2 separate regions of the Sus scrofa genome follow, and region 1 is linked to region 2. The links are chromatin contacts, called in public Hi-C maps. All regions are on one chromosome and are shown on one strand. The core of a region is the stretch at or near the end of the contact, and the rest is flanking DNA. Distances in the headings are between cores, read along the strand shown. Region 1 overlaps OAF (out at first protein homolog). Region 2 holds the start of LOC106507833 (a long non-coding RNA gene).

The links. A called contact is a pair of places that touch in the nucleus more often than the background predicts.
Region 1: a contact with region 2 is called in a Hi-C map of skeletal muscle, with 7 times the contacts expected there. The contact joins two enhancer-like sites. A contact is called at or near these places in 2 of 5 promoter capture datasets (fetal skeletal muscle and liver), 36 of 47 Hi-C or Micro-C datasets (adipocytes, adipose tissue, alveolar macrophages and 17 more) and 1 of 2 datasets of contacts at active chromatin or transcription factors (skeletal muscle).

What each region holds. Positions count from the first base shown.
Region 1 is chr9:47,360,473-47,367,431 of Sscrofa11.1, reverse strand. It overlaps OAF (out at first protein homolog), which reads right to left. Exons shown (of 5, transcript XM_003129954.5): 3 at 6,721-6,742; 4 at 6,563-6,718; 5 at 3,664-4,708. The coding sequence ends at 4,443. Among named protein-coding and RNA genes, the nearest start is that of POU2F3, 13 kb to the left of the region's middle. Within about 2 kb of position 3,826, at least 4 of the 83 cell types and tissues checked have an H3K27ac peak or open chromatin away from gene starts, as enhancers often do. A contact at or near this core is called in omental adipose tissue and skeletal muscle, where this site is marked.
Region 2 is chr9:47,314,144-47,320,651 of Sscrofa11.1, reverse strand. It overlaps LOC106507833 (a long non-coding RNA gene), which reads right to left and starts at 414. Exons shown (of 3, transcript XR_001304125.2): 1 at 4-414. Within about 2 kb of position 5,076, at least 33 of the 83 cell types and tissues checked have an H3K27ac peak or open chromatin away from gene starts, as enhancers often do. A contact at or near this core is called in omental adipose tissue and skeletal muscle, where this site is marked.

The sequences.
Region 1 (6,959 bases), core at 2,577-5,076, 48 kb before region 2:
TCCAGAAAATGACACAGAGTCACTGCAAGAAGCTAGTGAGCTCACTGATAGGAAGGCACTTTGTAAACCCTGAAGACATGAGTACTTGTAGGTCTATTAACTCACATGTCCACAAAGCCTTTTTTTTTTTTTTTTTTCCTTTTTAGGGCTGTACCCAAAGCACATGGAAGTTCCCAGGCTTGGGGTTAAATCAGAGCTGCAGCTGCTGGCCCATGTCATAGCCACAGCAACACGGGATCCAAGCCACAACTGCGACCTACACCACAGTCCATGGCAACACCGGACCCTGGACCCACTGAGCAAGGCCAGGGATCGAACCTGCATCCCCATGGATACTAGTTGGATTTGTTTCCACTAAGCCTCAATGGGAACTCCAACACAAAGCTTTTGAAGAAAGTAAAGCTTTATCTCTCAAAGAGCTGACCACCTACATCTATTGAACAAGAGCTGAGTGGTCCTAATGCACCGGAGTCGGAGACTCCCGACTGGAGGCACCATGGTAGAGCCAGAGCTTGAGGGTGGGTTGGGAGGGTTACTTGGAATGGTGGCAGGTGTGGACTTTGTCTGAGCTCAAAGTCTCAGGGAATCTTATGCCCTATGTCTCAGGAGTTCCCTATGCCCTAAATACTGACAGTGACAGTATTTAATAGCAGCTAAGGGCATCCCTATGCCCTAAAACCAAGACGGGGCCCCAGGCAGGGAGGTCTGCAGTGACAGTGTCCAGAAGCGCCCCCACCCCTGACCACTGCAGGGAACAGGCAGGCTTGGAGGTGCTAGTCACTCCCAAGGAAGATCAGAAAAACACTCCAAATCTTGAAAACATTGCTTTAAAAAAAAAAAAAAGAATCACTACTCTTGGCTATTTGGAAGTGAGGAGAGAAGGGATTTGGAGACCGTCCCCCTCCCCAGCAGTGAAGACATACACATGGGGTCAGAGGGTGGGAGATGCTTTCTTAAGTAATCCCCTTCCCACCCAGAGCAGGGGCTGGGCAGAAGGGGAAGGAGGAAAAGGCTTAGGGAGGAACGTCTCCCCAAAGGAGGTGTTGCCCCCCAGCACGACTGAAGCTGGTCCTTGACAACAGGCAGGGCCACCGGAAAAGGATGTCTCCACCTTGACCCGCAACTTGATCCTGGCCAAGCAAGCCCAGATCCCACCATAACCCTCTGGCCTGCACAGTTCAAGGGGCAGCAGCAGCTCGTTCTGGGGCTGCTGGGAAGCAGAGCACGGGGGGCTGCCCTGTAAGCCCCTCTCTCCAAGGCCTAGGAGTTGGGAGTCCTGGGACTTGCCCAACCCCTGAAACATCCTCTGCCCTGTGCTCACGTCCCCTCCACCTTCCCAAATTCTTACCAGCCTTCACCCTCAACCCTTGTCCCACCTTGTCCAGGAAACCTGCCCCAGTCAATTCAGCCTGCAAAGCCCTCTCTGGAAGTCTTCCAGTGCCTGGTCCAGCATTTCATATTATAGCCTCTTTACACTGGGAGATACCCTTAAACTGACAAGGCCTTCAAGACGCCTGATTTGGTTGCCTGTTGTTTATAGATGAGGAAATGTCTGCTTTTCACTGACAGTGACAGTATTTAATAGCAGCTAAGGGAGTTCCCACAGTGGCTCAGTGGAAACCAACCCAACTAGCATCCATGAGGATGCCGGTTCCACCACGGGCCTTGCTCAGTGGGTTAAGGATCCGGCATTTGCATGAGCTGTGGTGTAGGTTTCGGATTTGGCTTGGATCTGGTGTTACTGTGGCGTAGGCCGGCAGCTGTAGCTCCTGGCCTGGGGACTTCCACACGCCACAGGTTCAGCCCTAAAAAGCAAAAAAAAAAAAAAAAAAAAAAAAAAAAGAAAAGAAAAGAAAAGAAAAGAAAGCAGCTAACACAGTGAGCACTTCCCATCTGCTGGGCACTTGACATGTATGAACTCACTTAAGTCTCACAGTTAAGCCCGTTTTATAGCTGAGAGAGCTGAAGTACAGAGAGGTAAAGAAACTCGAGACTGCGCAGCAAGTAAGAATCATAGCCAGCAACAGGTGCATGAAAAGATGCAACATCACTAATTAGAGGAATGCAAATAAAAACTACGGTGCAAAGTACTATGATGAAGCACCACCTCACAGAGGTCAGAATGGCCATCATTAAAAAGTCTACAGGAGTTCCCATCGTGGCTCAGTGGTTAACAAACCCGACTAGGAACCATGAGGTTGCAGGTTTGATCCCTGCCCTTGCTCAGTGGGTTAAGGATCTGGCGTTGCCGTGAGCTGTGGTGTAGGTCGCAGAAGAGGCTTGGATCCCACGTTGCTGTGGCTGTGGCGTAGGCTGGCGGCTACAGGTCCGATTAGACCCCTAGCCTGGGAACCTCCATATGCCGAGGGAGAGGCCCAAGAAATGGGAAAAAGACAGGAAAAAAAAAAAAGTCTACAAACAAATGCTGAAGAGGCTGTGGAGAAAAGGGAACCCTCCTACACTGTTGGTGAGAATGTAAATTGATGCAGCCACTATGGAAAACAGTATGGAGATTTCTCAAAAACCTAAAAATAGAATTGCCATATGAGCCAGCAATCTCACTTCTGGGCATATACCTAGATAAAACTATAATTTGAAAAGATGGATGCACCCCTATGTTCCTGGCAGCACTATTTACAACAGCAAAGACTTGGAAACAACCTAAATGTTCAATGACAGATGAATGGATCAAAAAGATGTGGCATATACACACACACACAATGGACTACTACTAAGCCCTTAAAAAAGAATGAAATGCCATTTGCAGCAACATGGATGGGTCTAGGGATTATCACACTAAGTCAGTCAGAAACACCATATGATATCACTTATATATAGAATATAAAATATGACACAATAAACCTATCTACAAAATAGAAACAGACTCAGGTATAAAGAACAAACTTGTGGTTGCCAAGGGGGAGAGGAGGGAAGGATTGGGAGTCTGGGATTAACAAATGCAAACTGTTACATATATATGTAAAACTGAATCACTTTGCTGTACACCAGAAACTAACACAACACAGTAAATCAACTATACCATTAAAAAAAAAAAAAAAATCATGGCCGGGCTTTGACCCCTGGAAATCTGGTTCTGGAGTTTTTACCTTATCTCTTGCCTCAGTCTGTGCCATGTGATTACTGTCTGGCTTGCCCATCTATGTACGTCTCATCTTGCTTTTTTTTTTTTTTTTTTTTTTGGTCTTTTTGTCTTTTCTAGGGCCGCACCCTCGGCATATGGAGGTTCCCAGGTTAGGGCCTAATCAGAGCTGTACTCACTGGCCTACGCCACAGCCACAGCAAAGTGGGATCCGAGTCGTGTCTGCGACCTACACCGCAGCTCACGGCAATACCAGATCTGTAATCCATTGAGCAAGGCCAGGGATCGAACCCACAACCTCATGGTTCCTAGTCGAATTCGTTAACCACTGCGCCACGATGGGAACGCCTCGTCTTCTTAAATGCACAAGTTTTGTCGCATCCTTTGCTGGTAATACCCGCCCCCATCTACATCCTCTCGCCATCACACAGCGGCTGAGCATGTAATAGGTGCTTTAGAAGTTGTCACAAGATTGGTCATCAACCAAATACAGGGACACGTCTCCTGACACCAGGTGGCAGCATTGGTCAAAAGTTCGCTCAGAACTCTTGAGTCCAGAGCGCTCAGTCAAATAAAAATTTAAACTTTTATTTCTGGTACAAATGATAAATACTTTGCATTAAAAATCTGGAATTCAAGTTTTCCTCATACTTCATGCTCACTCTCTGTCCCAGAACCTTACAAAAATATTTGTTTAGAGGGGAAACAGGCACCTTCGCCCTCGGCGAAGTCCAAGTCTGTGGAAAGGCACATGTGGTCTGTCTCAGGGCAGGCGGCCCCCGGCTGGGCCCTGGGCAGCCCCAGAGGCCATGAGTGAGAAGAACGCAGTGAGATCCGGCGTAGGGGCTGTGGCATCGTCCCTGCCAGCCCCCTCTCTGGGGCGATGAGTGGGAAGGTGCAGAATGGGCCCCCTCCTTCCGGAGGATGGGGAAGGGCTTTGTATGGGGGGAGGTGGGTGGAACAGGCATAGACACCTTTCAGGGTCTAAACCTTCCAAGAATTAAATTAAATAGGAGAGTCACAAGCCATCACATTTTGGTTGCTTGAAAGAGAACACTTCACGGGAGCTTAAGGGGGGAAGGGGGCAAGCTTGAAGACGGCCCTTCTCTTTCTGTCCCCAAGCAAGGCACAGGGTGGGAGTGGGGGCTGCCTTCATGAGTTAACCCCTGCTGTGCCACATCCCTTTTCACAGTCACGGGTGAGGTGGCCAGAGGCTCAGGGATTAGGGGAAAGGAAGAACGAGCAATGAGGCCGCGGTCGTGGCTGGCCATCCCCTCCGGCTGGGGGAGGAGCGGTGGGCCCAGAGCAGTGGCCTCAGGGACCACCCCTCTCCCCAGCCCAGCTAGGGGTCCTCATCCCAGAGGCACAACTGCCTCTGGGGCACGGAGAAGCTGAAGCTGTAGCTCTTCTGACAGCTGCGGATGCCACACTTGTAGGGTGCTGGGCGGTCACGGCTGTGGCAGTACTTGAGCATGCAGGGGTACCAGGCCAGGCTCAGGCCATAGTGGCAGAGGCAGGGCTTCCCACGGTCCCCAACCTGTCCACAGCGAGGCAGCGACACCTGCTCTGAGGCCTGGGGCAGAGCTTCAAACACGGAGCTGTCCACACCTGCGGGAGAAGGCAGAGGTCAGAGAGGGCTGTTGGGAGGGGGCTTCTTGCATGGCCCCTCCAGGCATCCCAGCATCCCCTGAGCTAAGGGTTAGCATCCCTGGTTGACAGACGAGAAAACTGGCCCAGAGCAGTTTTAGGTTCCTTAGATCTGGCTGAGGTCACCCAGTAAGTTGGGGAGACAGGACTGGACCCAAGGTCTGTCTGACTTCAAGGCCTTCGATGTCCACGCTACTGCCCTAAACACATCACATAGAGGCGTGGGAAGTAAGAAATCAAGGGAAGCTTCTCAAAGGCGGTGTATCAGAGTTCCCGCTGTGACACACTGGGATTGGTGCTATCTCTGCAGCGCTGGGATGCAGGCTTGATCCTTGGCCTGGCACAGTGGGTTAAAGGATCTGGTGTTGCTGCAACTGCGGCTCAGATCTGATCCTTAGCCCAGAAACTCCACATGCCTCAGAGAGGCCAAAAAAAGAAAAAAAAAAAAAAAAAAAGGAGTTGGTATCTGAAGAGGGCCAGCTGGGGAGGTCAAGGTGGCCAGGGCACAGGGTGCATGGAGTGTGCGAATGAGGCATGCTGGTGGACAGAGCAGTTAAACGGCTTCAGGCTCAGCTTAGTGGCCATGGGAGGGACCAGCCTCTAGAGGACAGTATTTGGCCTGCACTTTGGGGTACAGCCCACTGGGGAGGGGTGTGTGAGGAGGGCATGACCACAGCTCTACTAGGATTTCCAAATCCAGAGCTGCCAGGAGAGGGGCAGGCATTTCTCTTGAGCCCAGCCAGCTGGGCAGAAGGACCAGGGGCCTGGAGTCAGAATGGTGACAGCTCTTTTTCTTGGAACTTTTATTTTTGTTTTTCTTTCTTTCTTTTTTTCTTTTTTTGACTCTTTGTCTTTTTGTCTTTTTCTAAGGCCGCACCCATGGCATACGGAGGTTCCCAGGCTAGGGGTCCAATTGGAGTGTGGCCGCCAGCCTACGCCACAGCCACACGGGATCTGAGCCATGTCTGCGACCTAACCACAGCTCACAGCAAGGCCAGATCCTCAACCCACTGAGCGAGGCTGAGGATCTGAGCCCATGTCCTCATGGATGCTAGTTGTGTTCGTTAACTGCTGAGCCACAACGGGAACTATTTTTGTTTTTCTTTGAAATAGCATTTTTGTTCTTGGAAAGGGAAACTCTGATGCGTTAAAGATGAGATGTACAAAACTTAGCCCTTAGAGTCAATATGTGCATCACCTCAGGGTATACAGCACTGTTCGAGGTGCTGCCAAAACACAGAAGGGAAATGCTTGGTTCCCTGTCCCCTCTCCAGAGAAGACCTGAGGACAGTCCTGGGAAAGGTGACAGGAGATGGGCCAACAGTGAGGTCTGTTAGGCCGGAAAGATGGGGACCATGCAAAGATGGGAGTTGTTCTCAAGGATCTGGCACAGAGGCGCTGGCACCAAAGATGTGTGAAGGGAAGGAGGAGCAGGTTTCTGAGAGGTGGCAGCAGAGGTCGCGGGTGGGAATGGGCATCTGTGGGCCCCATCTGGATCCCGGTTCCTGGGCCCATGTCCTACGACAGAAGGTCCCATCTGTGTTCTCACTAAGGCAGACATGTGCTGAGAGTTGTCTGGGAATCTGCTCCACGGGGCCTGGCAGAGTCACGGTTCTGGGTTTCCGTACCTGAAACTGGTCCCTTTCATCTGGCTGACTCTTCTCACCAAAGAGCCGCACAGGTGCCACTTCCTCTAGGAAGCCTTCCCTGATCCGTCCCAGCTGGGTTTAGAGGTCCCTCCCTCGAACTCCCATATCTCCTCATGGGTCCCCATCGTATTTGAGACGATACAGCAGTGCGCAGTCCCCAGCCGACCTTGCTCCAGCCAGAACTGGACATCCTCCTGGCGAGTGTAGATGGCATCGGCGGCTTCGGCACACACGTTGCGGAGGTGGGGGCTCAGCAGGCCCCCCTGGCTGAAGTTCACAGCGATGTCCATGTGCAGATACTCCAGGCCCCGTACCTCCTCGCCTGCCGCACTGCCCGTGGATTTTTCTGTGTGGAGGAAAGGAGTTATTCCCACGTGGCCTCAGAAGGCTCCCTGCCCATTCTCTCCCTGCTCCCTGAGAGTCACACAAACCCAAGGCTGCTTGCTTTCAGGTCCCTGGGGCCATCTGCAGGGTGACAGTCAAGGAGCACCCAGGCCCCCTCCGACTGTCGGAGAAACATACCCAGGGCACAGTCAAGCCTTTCAGCCAGCCAACTGGGCTGA
Region 2 (6,508 bases), core at 3,827-6,326:
TACCCCAGGAAGAACGCCGACTCTGTCTGTCCTCAGGACCAAACATTCTACATGGTGACTGTCCTGTCTGCACAGTCTTCCTGAAGTCTAATCCGAATCTTCCCTGCCAATCGGATAGTATTCTTTAGGTTTTAAGATCTTAAGTAAGCTGTTCGCATCCCCCGCACCACCAGGATAAGTCAAACTTGGGGAAGATTCTAAAGGCTCAGCTCCACCCTCCTTCGGCCAACTCATGCCCTCCCAGCCTGCCTCCCACCCAACCACATGGGAAAATCCTCAGCTAGCCCTCCCAGTCCTGTGAATGAGGCCACGAGTCAAAGGCAGTGGGCAAGAAGGAGGCCACCCAGAGCAGCCCGAGAAAGAACTGGCCCTTTGTGCTGGCCTGGGGTCCTTGGGGGATGAGTGCATTTTTGGCGTATTTAGAAAGATTTCTTTTCTTTTTTTTTTTTTTTTTAATAATGAGTAGCAGAGGGGGAGAGGGGAGGGAGGGAGAGACAGAGAGGCCAAAGGCAGGACTTGGGAAAAGAGGAGAGAGGAGGAGAGCTGAGGGCTGGGGAGGGAGGTGGCAAGAGCTTGTGGAGAAACGTAAAAGGAGGCGAGGCTGGAAAAACGGGAGAGACAGGACCAGCGGGCAAGTCTTAGAAGGGATGGAAATTGCGATGTCGCCTGAATGGAGGGCTTTTGCATTTGGAGGCAAAGGGGGGGAGGAAATGAAGGTGCTGAGAACGGATTTTACCTCCATTTTACACGTGGGAAAAACAGGCCTGGAAAGGGATGCCGGAGCTGAGGGCCAAGTGGACCAGCCTTCGCCCTGCCCTGGGCATCGTGCTGAGGGCTTCCCCAGCAGAGCCCTTTCACCCCCACGGTGATCACATGAGGCTCACAGTCTGTCATCCCAATTTTGCAGGCTGCAAGGAACCGTGAGAAGTCAGGCACCATACTGATACCTAATGTGATGTCAGCCAGCTGAGAACAGGTGGCCTGGTGCCCAGCCTGCAGAGCTCATGGGCGCCTCCTGCTGCTCGGTGGGGCTTGGTGCAACCAGGGGAGACAGAGGCACAAAAGCTGCAGGTGAGCATACACGGGAGACACTTTCAGGCTTGAGAGGGTATCTATATTCTAGCTGTAAACCCCTGCCTGTGCTTCCTCAGGGTTGGGTCAGAAGGTTCCAGGCAGCCTTAGACACGATGTACCATCCCCCTCCTGCCTGTAGCCTGTCCCCACCATCTGACTCCTTTAGAGAAAAGACTTCCTACCTTCCTTCATTCTTTTTTTGATTTTTAGGGCCACACCTGCAAGCATATGGAAGTTCCCAAGCTACAAGTCTAATACAAGCCTACACCACAGCCATGGCAATGCCAGATCCGAGCCACGTTCTGTGACCTACACAACAGCTCATGACAATGCCGGATCCTTAACCCACCGAGAGAGGCCAGGGATAGAGCCCTCATTCTCACGGATACTAGTTGGGCTCATTACCACTGAGCCACAGTGGGAACTCCCTGTTTTTCTCTTTCTTCAAACGCTCTGTGCCCTCAGGGGTCTAGGAAACACCCTTCCTCCTTAGCTCTTTGAAGAGCAAAGTCCTGAGGCCTCCTGGCTGGTGACTCTGTCCTCTCACACCCATGTTTTCCACTTGGCACGTGTCTCGTTGCCAGTCCTCGCTCACACATTGTTTTCCCCAGGGACTGCCTTTACTGAAAGCCTGACGCCTGGCCCTGCGCCGGACACAGCTGAGGGACGGTGCGGGCATTCCATAAATGCTCTGGGTTCTGCATTCACACACATTTCCAGGGCATCCACTCTCAGCCTGGAGCATGCAAGGAGCTGGGGAACACGACATATAGTCCCTGTTCCAGGGGCGCCAGACAGAGCTGGGAGAGAGATGGGTGAATCAGGAATTACAAGCCTGGTGATAGAGATGATGGCAAAGGCCACAGTGGGTGAGGAGCTTGGGATGGGGGTGGGGTGGCAAGTCCCTGAGGGCTTCCTGGAGGAGGTGTGGGTCGAGTCTTGAAGAAAAGCCATCCTCAACGCCATCACATTCTGGAGGATTCTGGTTTTCTTTTCCCCTTTTCCCACTCTTACCATCTATTTAAAAACAAAATAGCAATAGTTCATTTATTTGTTAATTCTTTTGAAAAATGCTTACTGCCTGCAGGCGGGTGTCAGGCACTGTGTTAGTGTGGGGAATTTGGCAATGATTAAGACCTAGTCACTGCCCATCCAGAAGCTCCAGACAAGTGAGAGCTGACAAACGGCCGGCAGTGAGCTCCACGGAGACCACTGCTGAGTCCGAGCCAGGGCGGCCCTCTCACGCCACCCTCCTTCCCACTGCCATTTCCCGTGGCTGGTGGCCTGCCCAAGGTCACAGGCCACGTTAGTAGGGGATCTTTGACCCGTCCTCAGGTCTCAGGGTCCAAACCCCAGTTCTCAGCTCTTATCAGCAGGAGGAAGAGGCTGAAACTAGGCTTGTGTCGGGGTTGGGGCGGGGAAGGTACTGGATCTCCCCTGAAAAAGTGGAACAGGGCCCCCTCCTGGGCTACCTGCGGAAGGTCTGGCGCTGGGTGTGAGAGGGGCTGGGGAGGCAAAGGCTGTGGGGGTACTCTGTCCCCTGGGGCATGGCTGAGTAGCCCAGCTGGCCCGTCAGGGTGCCCCTCCTTCACCTCCTGTCACCTCCACGTCTTCCCGCCCCTCCTCCCTCCTCTCCATCTTCCACCCATCCCTCCTTCTCTCCCTCCCTTCCCCCACTTTCCCTCCCCCCCTTCTTTTCTCCACCCACCTCCCCTTCCTCCTCCTCTTTCTGCTTTTCTCCTTCGAACTAATTGCTTAAGGGTGAAGACCAGGTTGACTTGCGAAAACTCTGATCCATCGCCATGGTGATGCTAATTCAAGCTGAGTTCAAAGGAAATTGTTCCAGTTAAAACTAACAAGCTGGAGCTGGGGCCCCAGGAAGGACCGGTGCCAGGAGGCGTGAGCCCCGGGCCCAGAGAAATAGGAAAAACAAACCGGTCATTGGCTCCTCACACTCCAGCTCTGTTCCGTTCTGCACCCCCAGCTAAGAGGAAGCCTAGGCACGCCTTGCAGGGAGCCCCCTCTGCCTCCGGCCAGGCTCCCTCCAAACCACCTCAGACAACCCAACCCAGGGCACTGAAACCTCCCCCGAAAGCCTACGTGTTCGTTCTCACCTTGTGTTTATGGGGTTTACCCGTCCTTGCTTCTGAGGAGTTCCCACAGTTCTCAGGATGCTCTCCTTCGCTTGGTCATAAGCGTGCATTTGAAAGCAGCGAGTTCCCTTCGTGGCGCAGTGGTTAGCGAATCCGACTAGGAACCATGAGGTTGCGGGTTCGATCCCTGCCTTTGCTCAGTGGGTTAACGATCCGGTGTTGCCGTGAGCTGTGGTGTAGGTTGCAGACGCGGCTCGGATCCCGCGTTGCTGTGGCTCTGGTGTAGGCCGGTGGCTACAGCTCCGATTCAACCCCTAGCCTGGGAACCTCCATATGCCATGGGAGTGGCCCAAAGATAAGAGCAAAAAGACAAAAAAAAAAAAAAAAAAAGCAGCCAGTACTCCTGAAGTGCCTGCTTTCACAACCCACTGGCTACTGGTGCTATTATCACCCCTACTTTTCAGGTTTCCAGGCAGGAGAAAGCTCCTGGGGGAAGCACCTGCTTGATCTGAGCTTGGCCAGGTCTGGCTAGTTCAAGGAATGGGCCTTGAACTGGGGGGAGATGCCTCACCAGTGGACGGGGGGAGGGCTCGATTCCCAAGTACAGGCGAGCAGCCTCTGTGCTTGGAACTGACCAACTCCCCTCCCACCCCTGGGCACCCACAGTGCGTTGTCTGGACTTCCCTCCATCTCAGCTCACCTCCCTCTCAGTCTGGGTGACTCTGAGGGCAGGGATCATGTTTTATTTGTCTGGGACACACCAGGACTAAACCAGGCCCGGGCCGGGCTCACCGTCGTCTAGCTGTCGGAATGCTGAATGGGAGCCCGAGCCCCCTGGGAGGGGGAAGCTGAGGTTCGTCAGGGGAAGAAGTTTGGGTTTGGGGTGCACCATCTCACAGAGGCCAGCTGAGGGCCAGCGGGAGGACGTGGTATTTCCAGTCCACTGGCAGAGGCCAGCCCGGACCGGGAGCCCTTCCCGTGGCAGCCCTCACCTCTCCACTTGGACCTTCCAGAAGACCTCACTCTCTTGCTCAAACTCCGGTTCTTTTTAATTTTAATTTTAATTTTATTTTTTGTCTTTTTGTCCTTTTAGGCCGCACCCATGGCATATGGAGATTCCCAGGCCAGGGGTCTTATTGGAGCTGTAGCCTCCGGCCTACACCACAGCCACAACAGCACCAGATCCGAGCCGCATCTGCGACCTGTACCACAGCTCATGACAACACCAGATCCTTAACCCACCAATCGAGGCCAAGGATCAAACCCACAACTTCATGGTTCCTAGTTGGATTCATTTCCACTGTGCCACGAAGGGAACTTCCGCTTCTTTTTCTTAAACCTGAAATATCCAGTGATCTTTCCAGTTTCAGAAGATGTACTAGTTGAGCAGTTGAAAAAATCCCTCAAGGCTGCGCTCGGGCCAATGTTCCTATCACAGCCCTGCTAATACAAAGCACAGGGCAGGGAAGGTCCTAGGAGAGGCTCGCATTCAAAGGAATGAGTAACCGGGGTCTGGCTGGCCTCTGGGGGCAGGACGCTGGGAGCCAGAAGGCTTCAGATCTGCTCTCTCCTCAGATGTGCCGTGAGACCTTGGGAAAGCTCCTGGTTCTTTGTTCCTCTTTCTTCAGGTGTAACAAACGACGACGCTCATCACTGAGCCGCCTCATTCTCCCAACGTGGTGACAGCACGTCATGGAGCTGTAGACACATGGAAGCATCCCCACCAGCATCACAACCGGGGTGCCTGCCCTCCCCTCCCAATGAGCTGAGGCTCACGCCTGGCCTGTGTCCTGCACACACTCTCTGGGAACACCCCACCCCTCAACTCCAAGCTGTCCTGAAAGGGGAGTTTGGTGTCTCTGGATTACAGAGGCAAAATCCAGCCAGGATGGAGGAAGTGACTCAGCACGGGGGCTGGGGAAGGCCCAGGGCCAGGCCTCCCACTCCCAGGACAACTTGCACTGTGCTTTGTACTCAACCCAGTGCCTTTCATCCCAGCATCTCAAAGCCCCTTTCAAGCTGTAGCAGTCCTGGCAGTTGGGTCATGATCTCTATTAACAGGAGAAAGCTGGAGCCCAAGCCTGGAGGAGGCAACTTTCCTCTGAATGAGGCCTTGACTCTTGGTGGTACCCGGGGACCCAGGATCTGCTAACTCCTCCCTCTGCCTTTCTAGGCTTGGATGAGGCAGCTTGCCTGCTTGCTGACTTAGGGTGGGGAAAGGCTGAGCAGTTGATCTCAGCGGGCTGGGATCGAGAGGGAGTGTGAGGGTGGGGTGTCGTGGGGAAGTTGGGGGCAGAGGAAAATCCAGATGTTGCCCAAGGAAGAAGGGTGGGGTTGGGGAAGTTCCATTTGAATGAGGAAGAAGAGGGGGGCCAGCTCCCTGGAAGAAGATTGCCCGCCCCTGGTCTGATGCTCCAGCTCCAGGATCAAAGCTGCCTTGGGCACCATCCCCTGGGAACAGTGTAACAGTGCTGGGCCCACTAACCCCGAGCTGCTCCAAGGCCTTGGTTTCCCACCTACCCAGCCCACTGCCCCCACTTGTTTCTGTTCCATCCCGATTGTGCCTCCAGCTTGGGTTGCTGACTTAGGCCACTGGGTTGATGACCCAGGATGCCTGTGGCTGCAGACCCTCCAAAGCATTGATGCCAAGCTTCTCTGCTACTTTTTGCCTTCCTGGCCTCAGCCACCACCTCCATCTCCCCTTGTCCTTGAACATGGCCCTGGACTCAGCCATGAATATCTGCTCAATAACCTCCATATCTGACTCTTGGTCTTGCCCTTGGCCTTGGTGCAGGCCAGCAGAGTGACTGCAGTGGGCCTGGCACTTTCCCCGTCTGGACCCTGGACCTTTGTCTTTTTCTTTTTTTCTGGGTTTTTTGTTTGTTTGTTGCTTTTTAGGGCTGCATGTGAGGCACATGGAAGTTCTCAGACCGGGGGCTGAATCAGAGCTGCAGCTGCTGGCTGCGCTACAGCTACAGCAGTGCAGGATCTGAGCCGCGTCTGAGACCTATACCACAGCTCACCGCAACACCGGATCCTTAACCTGCTGAACAAGGCCAGGGATCAAACCCGAATCCTCATGGACACTAGCTGGTTTTGTTACTGCTGAGCCACAACAGGAGCTCCCCTTTATTTTTTTAATTTAAAAAAAAATAATAAAAATTATTATTGCTTTTTAGGGCTGCATGTGTGTGTGACATATGGCAGTTCCCAGGCTAGGGGTGGAATTGGAGTTGCAGCTGCCAGCCTGCACCACAGCCCTAGCAAAACACCTGGACCTTTTTCAAATTTCCACTCCAGGTGGACCCTTCCAAGCCCTGCCATCAGCTTCCCTACTTGGG